Regions from separate parts of the Hordeum vulgare genome. Here region 2 is linked to region 1. A link is a contact called in public Hi-C data. All regions are on one chromosome and are shown on one strand. Each heading gives the region's core, a stretch centred on a gene start, on an enhancer-like site or on the middle of the called end of the contact. The rest is flanking DNA. Distances are from core to core; before and after follow the strand shown. Region 1 holds the start of LOC123425798 (probable histone H2A.2). Region 2 has its middle 32 kb from the start of LOC123425801.

Region 1 (3,784 bases), core at 338-2,837:
AGGAAGAAGCCGCAGGCTGGCTGACTGAGTGTGACACTACCTGCTGTTTTTTCCGCTGTAGGAGTACATTTCTACCATCACAGAAAGGAGAGGAAGAAGTACAGTAGTAGAAAGACAGATGCACCACACAGGCTCATAAACATTGGATTCTTTTGCTTGCACTTGACAAAACTTTTTGCAGAGAGCAAAGCTGTAAATTGTCATGCTTTTAACCGAAACATCCTGCGTTCGCGTCATGTGAGTATGCTCTGGCCTCGGGCGACTTGGTCTGCCTTTTGCAATGTGGCGTGAGACCTGGTACCAGATTCGTATTCGTACTGCTGTTGTGCTGTCTTAGCTTCCTTTTCTCGATCTGTACCTACCGTTTCTTCACCGTCCGGATAGTCAGGGCACCCAAAACAATGTGCAGCGGCTGCTATATGTGGACTGATAATTGTTTATCTCCCATACCATTTCAATCGTTTTCTATCCTTGGTCGAACATTTAAGATGAAAAAATAGGCAAGAATTGACAGTGGAAATTTGACAAGAACACGGTAGTAGAATTTGACAAGTGCAGAGAATGTAACAATTCATAGATGCGACTTCTATAGAACGTAGCAACGAATTACAGAGGATGTAACCATTGTCCACACCTAGTTTAGCACCGGTACAAGCACACAGATTCATTCAGAAACTAATACGTACTACTCCTAGTAAAACGCAACACCTAGGCAACACTTGACTGCAGACGCTACTACACAGATACAACATCCACAACCTTCTGACCGAACACGCTACTACACAGATACAGCCGAGCACCCACGACCACCGAGAAGGAGCCGTCATCTAGCTATCGTCATCGGCAGCCGCGGCCTTGGCGCTGCCTCCGGCCTTCTTGGGGAGCAGAAGGTTGTGGATGTTGGGCATGACACCGCCGCTGGCGATTGTGACCATACCGAGCAGGCGGGAGAGCTCCTCGTCGTTGCGGACGGCAAGCTGGATATGTCGCGGCACGATGCGGGTCTTCTTGTTGTCCCTCGCGGCGTTCCCGGCCAACTCCAGGACCTGCACAAACAAGGGAGTCGCAACGGTTACTCTAAAATTCGACAAAGCTTCAAGCGAAATTAGCGAGCAGAACCGCCTAGGCACAAAGAAAAGTGAGAGGCGACAGATACAAATAGTACTAGTATTCTCATCCGAAACCCTAGAAATTTTCCCCAATTTGGCGGACAAACCACCGATCGACGAGACACCAACCGCTCGAATTCACCACCCAAAGCAGCAAAATCAGGCATCGGGTAATAGAATTCCACGCACCTCAGCGGCGAGATACTCCAGCACGGCGGCGAGGTAGACGGGAGCGCCGGCGCCAACCCTCTCGGCGTACTTGCCGGCCTTGAGGAACCGCGCGATCCTGCCGACGGGAAACTGGAGCCCGGCCTTGGAGCTCCTGGAGATAGCCTTCTTGGCGGCGCCGGAGCCGATAGCCTTGCCCCTCCCAGCCATGTCTACAGTACTCCGAGGGTTTCCGCGGTTGAGGAATGGAAGCGAGAAGCTACGGGAGCAAGTGCGGAGGGGGTGTGGTGTGGGTATACGGCTGGTAGGCAGGAGCGGTGGGTGGGGGGTGGATTATATAGAGGAGGAGAGCCAATGCGAGGGGAGTGCGCGGATCGGTGACGTGGTGGAGAGGACATGCGGCGAGCGGCGGGATCCAGTCCGTCGGATGGGAAGAGCCGTGGAGCGGTTGGTTTTTGGTTTACCGCCTCGGCTTTTCGCCGTTTCGGGGTCGGTGCTAACTCCAACTCCACCGCGATCCCGTCTTGTCCGTGTACATGTCTTTGACGTAAAATGGATATAAACGACATGAACTCAACACGTAAGAGCATATTCATTTTTTGTTCGTTTCATGTTCGTTTAATCCATTTACGGATCAAATTTAAGAACGAACACGCACGTATGCTTTTTGGACACTTTTTGTTCGAGTTGTGTCCGTTGCATGTGAGAGCTCACCCGCCTGTCATTGAAACCCGATGGGCCCACTCACCCATCCTTCTCTTTCCTCTTTTTCACACAGCGCTCCACCCACGACCATGACGAGGTTGACGAGCAGGGACGGCGCGCCGACGAGCAGCAGCAATGGGAGTCGGGGCGGGTGAGCGCGGCTAGGCGATGTGGGCGGCGTACGAGCAGGCGCGGCGGCCAGGCGGGCGCGCAGGCACGGGTGGGATGCGACGGGGCGGGCGGAGCAGGGCACGGGCACGCAGCCGACAAGGGCGAGCGGGCGAGGGCAGGGCGCGGCGGCAAGGCGGGCGCGCAAGCGCGACCGGTGCGCGGCGGGGCAGGCGGAGCAGGGCGCGGGCACGCAGCCAGTGAGGGCGAGCGGGCAGGGTAGGGTGTGGTGGTCAGGCAGGCGCGCAGGTCGCGGGCATGTGGGCGGCGAAGGCGGGCGGGCGGGCGAGGGCAGGCCCCGACGAACGCGCACGGGCGCTGCACCAGCAGGGGCGGGTGCTTGCGACCACAGGCGTGGCATGGGCGAGTCGTTGTAGCTAGGGCGCGATCGGAGCAGAAAGGCGAGGCGGGCAAGGACGAGGGCCTGGCGAAGCTCGCAGCAGTGGACTTGGCGAGCTGCGGGAGCGCGGGCGCGACGACTCACTAGCGTCGGCGACGGGTGCAGATGGGCGCGGTTGTAGGCTTGGCGCGACAGGGCACGGCGGATTCGGGCGATGCGGCTACCAGGAGCACGGTGGGCGCGGGCGCGGACCTCACCGACGGCAGCGACCACCCGGAGCTCCAAGCGCACGACAGCAGCCACGTTGTGTTCTTTACACGTGTGTTCTTAATGTGTTCGATTGAACTAGTATCACCCTACCTACTCCCAATATCTACTCCATTCGTTCCTAAATATAAGTCTTTTAGGGATTTCACTACTGACTACATACGGAGAAAAATGAATGAATCTATACGCTAAAATATGTCTATATACATCCATATGTAATATGTAGTGAAATCTCTACAAATACTTATATTTAGGAACGAAGGAAGTAAGTACATACTATGATTCAGGGGGATAGGAAATTCGTACATGGTCATCCTTAGGGGAGAAGGTTCTAAATTTTCTTGGAGACATATCTATCATCAAATCAGATTTCTCATATGTTCTCCATATCTTGGTACTTCTGAAGCTCTTTGCATCTTTATAATAGAGTACTCTTGTGTTATCTAACATTTGTTTTCCCAAGTGTACTCCTAGTGCTAAGACACTCAAGAACCTCAAGGTAAGTATATGCATCATATCCTTGTTCATGATGATCTCTTGTCTCTTGCACGTATTGTTTACAAGAGCGAGTCTTGAACATGGAAATTCTTCATTCACGTATGTTTGACGCATATAGCCAAGATTAATATGACTTGTCTTGTCCTTCTACCATGCGTGTGCCCATGCAGTCAAAAGCAACTATCCTTTAAAAAGGGATTGCACACATTTAGGAGGAGCATGTACTAGTCATGTATCTTTCAAAGCTGTCATATTCTAATACTTATCTTTATTTGAAGCTTTGATTGTATGTTGTCATCAATTACTAAAAAGGGGGAGATTGAATGCACATATGCTCCTTTGATGGTTTTGATAATTCATGACAACATACATTGTCGCTTGGACTAACATTTTTATCTAGTATATTTTAGGTATAGTCCATAGAGAGCATTGGCAAAAGGATTGTGAGGAGAAGCCCTTGATGGAGGATGTAATAGGACTGGCTCAAGCTTCAAGCAAGAAGACTCTATGTTTTACATTTGTGAGAAAT
Region 2 (3,784 bases), core at 637-3,136, 600 kb after region 1:
TAAAAAATAAAAGAAAGAAACAGAAAATGAAAAAAAAAAGGAAAAAAGAAACTAAAAATAAAAAGAACAAAAACAGAGAAAACCACACTAAACAATGAAAAATCAAAAGGAAAAATCCAAAAAAAAACAATTAAAAAACCCACAGGAAACAAAAAAGGAAGGAGAATCGAAACGAAAGACGATGGGATTTTTGTATGTGGGCTGGCCCAAGAGGAGGTCGCCTCAGCGGAGGCATGACCTTTTGACGCTAACGAGCGTCATAGGAGGGGAACTCCTAGTCAACGCTTTTGGCGCCAACTAGCGAGGTTGGCGCTCACGCGTGTACTAATTGGACCATCAATCGTTAAATGGGTATGTACTCGTTCGCTAAGGTCTCTTCGTTCATTTGCTTCGGCGTCGTTTGTGGTTTTCTGGCGAAGTTAACCAGGTTCCCCAGCTGGTGCATGAGTTGACTTTGCTGCAAAAATTCAACAAAAAAAATCACAAAAATCCGAAAATTTCACCACATTCAACAAAAGTTGATAAATTTCAAAAAACATCACCAATTTTCTAAAAAAGTTCAAAATTTAAAAAAAAATCCTGAATTTCAGAAAAGTTAATTAATTCTAAAAAGTTCATCGATTTAAAAGAAGTTCATACCAAATTTGAATAAAAATTCGTTGATTCAAAAAAAAAGTTCATTTATTTCAAAAAAAATCACCAATTTAAAAAAAGTACACCCAAAACATGAACAAAATTTCATTATTTTCTTAAAAATACATTAAATTCAAAAAAAGTACATAGATTGAAAAAAAGATCATTCGAATTTCAAAAAACATTGATTTGAAAAAAGTTCATCAAATTCGAAAAAACTTCATCTATTTCTTAAAAAAGTTCACGAATTGAAAAAATTCCTGAATTTAAAAAAAGTTTATTTATTTTGGAAAAAATCATCGATTTAAAATAAGTTCATCCCAAATTTCATTAAAAATTCATTGATTTGAAAAAATTCAATAATTTCAGAAAAATTTCATCGATTTAATAAAAGTTCAACCAACACTTGAACAAAAATTTATAGATTTTAAAAAATATTTATCAAATGCGAAAAAGTTCACCGATTGAAAAAATGTTCATCTCAAATTTGAAAAAAAAATCATTGATTTCAAAAAAAGTTTATCACATTCGAAAAAAGGTCGTCGATTTGTGGAAAAAATTCATGATATTCAAAAAATGCTCATAGAATTCGAAAAAGGTCATCAAATTTGGAAAACAATCATTGATTCTGAAAAAGGTTCACAAATTTAAAAATATTTCATAGAATTTCGAAAAAAAATCATTAATTTCGAAATAAATTCATTAATTTCGAAAAAAGTTCATCTACTTTGAAGAAGAAAAGTTCATCAAATTTGGAACAAATTCATTAATTTCGAAAAATCTCATCAGTTTTTTTAGAAAAGTTCATCACACTTTGAAAAAAGGTTATCGATATTCAAAAAAGTTCATAGGATTTTAATAAGAAAATTATATAGTTCTAAAAAGGGTTCACTAATTTGGAAAAATATATGTTCGTTTGAAAAAAAGTAAAATAAAAAATGGGTGCGCTTTTTAAAGAAAATTTGAAAAAATAGATAAAAACTAATATGAAAATAAAAAAGAAAAGAAATAGTAAAGAAAAGAAGAAAAGAAAAATATATAAAACAAAGAAAAACCAGTCATAAAAACACAAAAATGAAAAAATCCATCAAAAAGCTTCCGGAACCTTCACAATACCGAAACCTCCCTCGTCACTGATGGGCCGGCCCATGACCAAACGCTGCAGGCGCCGATTAAGAAAAATGCACTTTAACCGACACCTGCGGCATCAAATAGGAACTCCCATGCAGGATAGCTGGACACGCAGAAACAGCAGCACGGGGACCTCTAATCAGTAAACCCTATTTCCCGCTCTTTTGTCAACAGCAGCACGGGGACCTCTAATCAAACGGAAAGGGGTGACATCAACAGGGCCGGCCTATCTCCGTCTGCGGGCAGTTTTGTTTTTTTGCTTTTTTTGTCCTTTTTCTGTTTCGTTTCTTTCATTTTTTCTTTTTTCGTTTTTCTCTTTCTGTTTCATTTTTTTCTTTTGTCTATGTTTATTTTATAAAACTAAGTTCATATTCTATTTTTTTTAAAATTCATAAAATATTGTTGCTTTTATAAAAATGTTCTAAATTTCAAAGAAATGACGTTTATCAAACACATTCATAACTTCAAAAAATGTTCGGGATTTTACAAATATGTTTGACATTTTCAAAAAATATCCGCAATTTTGGAAATATGATCCTTTTTTCGAAAATATTAATGTTTCTTTCCATTTTTTTCATTGCTTTAATTCACAACAAGTTGTCTTTTTTCAAAATGTGTTTATTTTTCAAAAATGTTCGTCTTTCAAAAATTGTTCTTGTATTAAAAAAACTGCAGGTATTTTCAAAAATGTTTTCTTTCATAAATTGGTCAGAGTTTTCAAAAAATGTTCTTGCTTTCAAGTTTTTATAAAAAATGATGCTGTTCTACGAAAAATGTTTCTCTTTCATAATTTTTGTTCACAAATTGATAACATTTTCAAGTTTATTCACGAATTCTAAAAATGTTCGACAAATTTAAAAAATGTTTTTCATTTTCTAAATATGTTTTCCTTTTCAAAAACTGTACGTAAGTTCAAAAATGTTTGTGTTTCAAAAAGTGTACATAAGTTTTATAATTGTTCCCACTTCAAAATTTCATTACTAATTTACAAAAATGTTCCTTTTTCCACAAATTGGTTAAAATTTTCAAAAAATATTCTTGTTTCCACTTTTTTCATAAACAATATTAGTGCTATATGAAAAAGTCTTTTTTTCAAATTTATTCAGAAACTAAAAAACTGGTTCCAGTTTTGTTCACTAATTCTGAAAATGTTCATGATTTGAAAATGTTTGGGAATTATAACAATTGTTCTTCTTTTTCTAAAAAATGTTTCCCTTTTCAAAAACTATATTTCAATTCAAAAAATGCCCGTGTTTCAAAAAGTGTAAATAAGTTGAAAAATGATCCTGCTTGAAAAATGATTTATTATTTTTCAAAAATGTTTTTTTTACATAAAAATTGGTTTAAGAAATGTTTTTGTTTTCACACATTTTTAAAAAAGTTCCTGTTTTAAGTAAAATGTTTCTCTTTTTTAAAATTTTGTTTGCCAATTGAAAAGTTTTTCAAATTTTGTTCTCAAATTTTGAAAATGTTCAGTAATTTAGAAAAATGTTCTTCATTTTCTGTAATATATTTACATTTTTCAAAAAATGTATGTAAGTTTAAAAAATGTTCATGTCTCAAAAAGTATACATAAGTTGAAAAAATGTTTCCGCTTTAGAAATTGTTTACAAATTTTAAAAAATGTTATTTTTTCATAAATTTGTCACAATTTTCAGAAAATGTCCGTGTTTCACATTTTTATAAAAAATGTTAATGTTATACGAAAAATGTCTCTTTTAAAATTTTGTTCACAAATTGAGAACTTGTTCCAATTTTTTTCACCGATTCTAAAAATGTTCATGACTTTAATTTTTTTTGGGATCTTTAGAATTTTCCTTTTTTTCTAAAAAATGTTTGCCTTTTCAGAAAGTGTACATCAGTTCAAAAAGTGTCCGTGTTTCAAAAAGTGTACATAAGTTGAAAAAATGTCCCCGCTTCAAAAATTGTTTACATATTTCAAAAAATGTTATTTTTTATAAATTTTCGAATTTTTTTAAAAAAATTCTTGTTTTCACACTTTTATAAAAAAAATCTTGTT

The links. Hi-C and Micro-C count contacts between places; a contact is called where the count stands out from the background.
Region 2: a Hi-C map of leaf shows a contact between it and region 1, with 5 times the contacts expected there. The contact joins the enhancer-like site here to the promoter of LOC123425798 in region 1. A contact is called at or near these places in 2 of 6 Hi-C or Micro-C datasets (leaf and seedling) and 1 of 1 datasets of contacts at active chromatin or transcription factors (embryo).

Annotation. Positions count from the first base shown.
Region 1 is chr2H:192,866,053-192,869,836 of MorexV3_pseudomolecules_assembly, forward strand. LOC123425798 (probable histone H2A.2) reads right to left here and starts at 1,588. Exons shown (of 2, transcript XM_045109537.1): 1 at 1,299-1,588; 2 at 565-1,046. The coding sequence starts at 1,487. The coding sequence ends at 828. It overlaps LOC123425797 (formin-like protein 11), which reads left to right. Exons shown (of 7, transcript XM_045109535.1): 7 at 1-236.
Region 2 is chr2H:193,461,940-193,465,723 of MorexV3_pseudomolecules_assembly, forward strand. No RefSeq gene overlaps it. Among protein-coding and RNA genes, the nearest start is that of LOC123425801, 32 kb to the right of the region's middle. Within about 2 kb of position 1,887, at least 3 of the 3 cell types and tissues checked have open chromatin away from gene starts, as enhancers often do. A contact at or near this core is called in leaf and seedling, where this site is marked.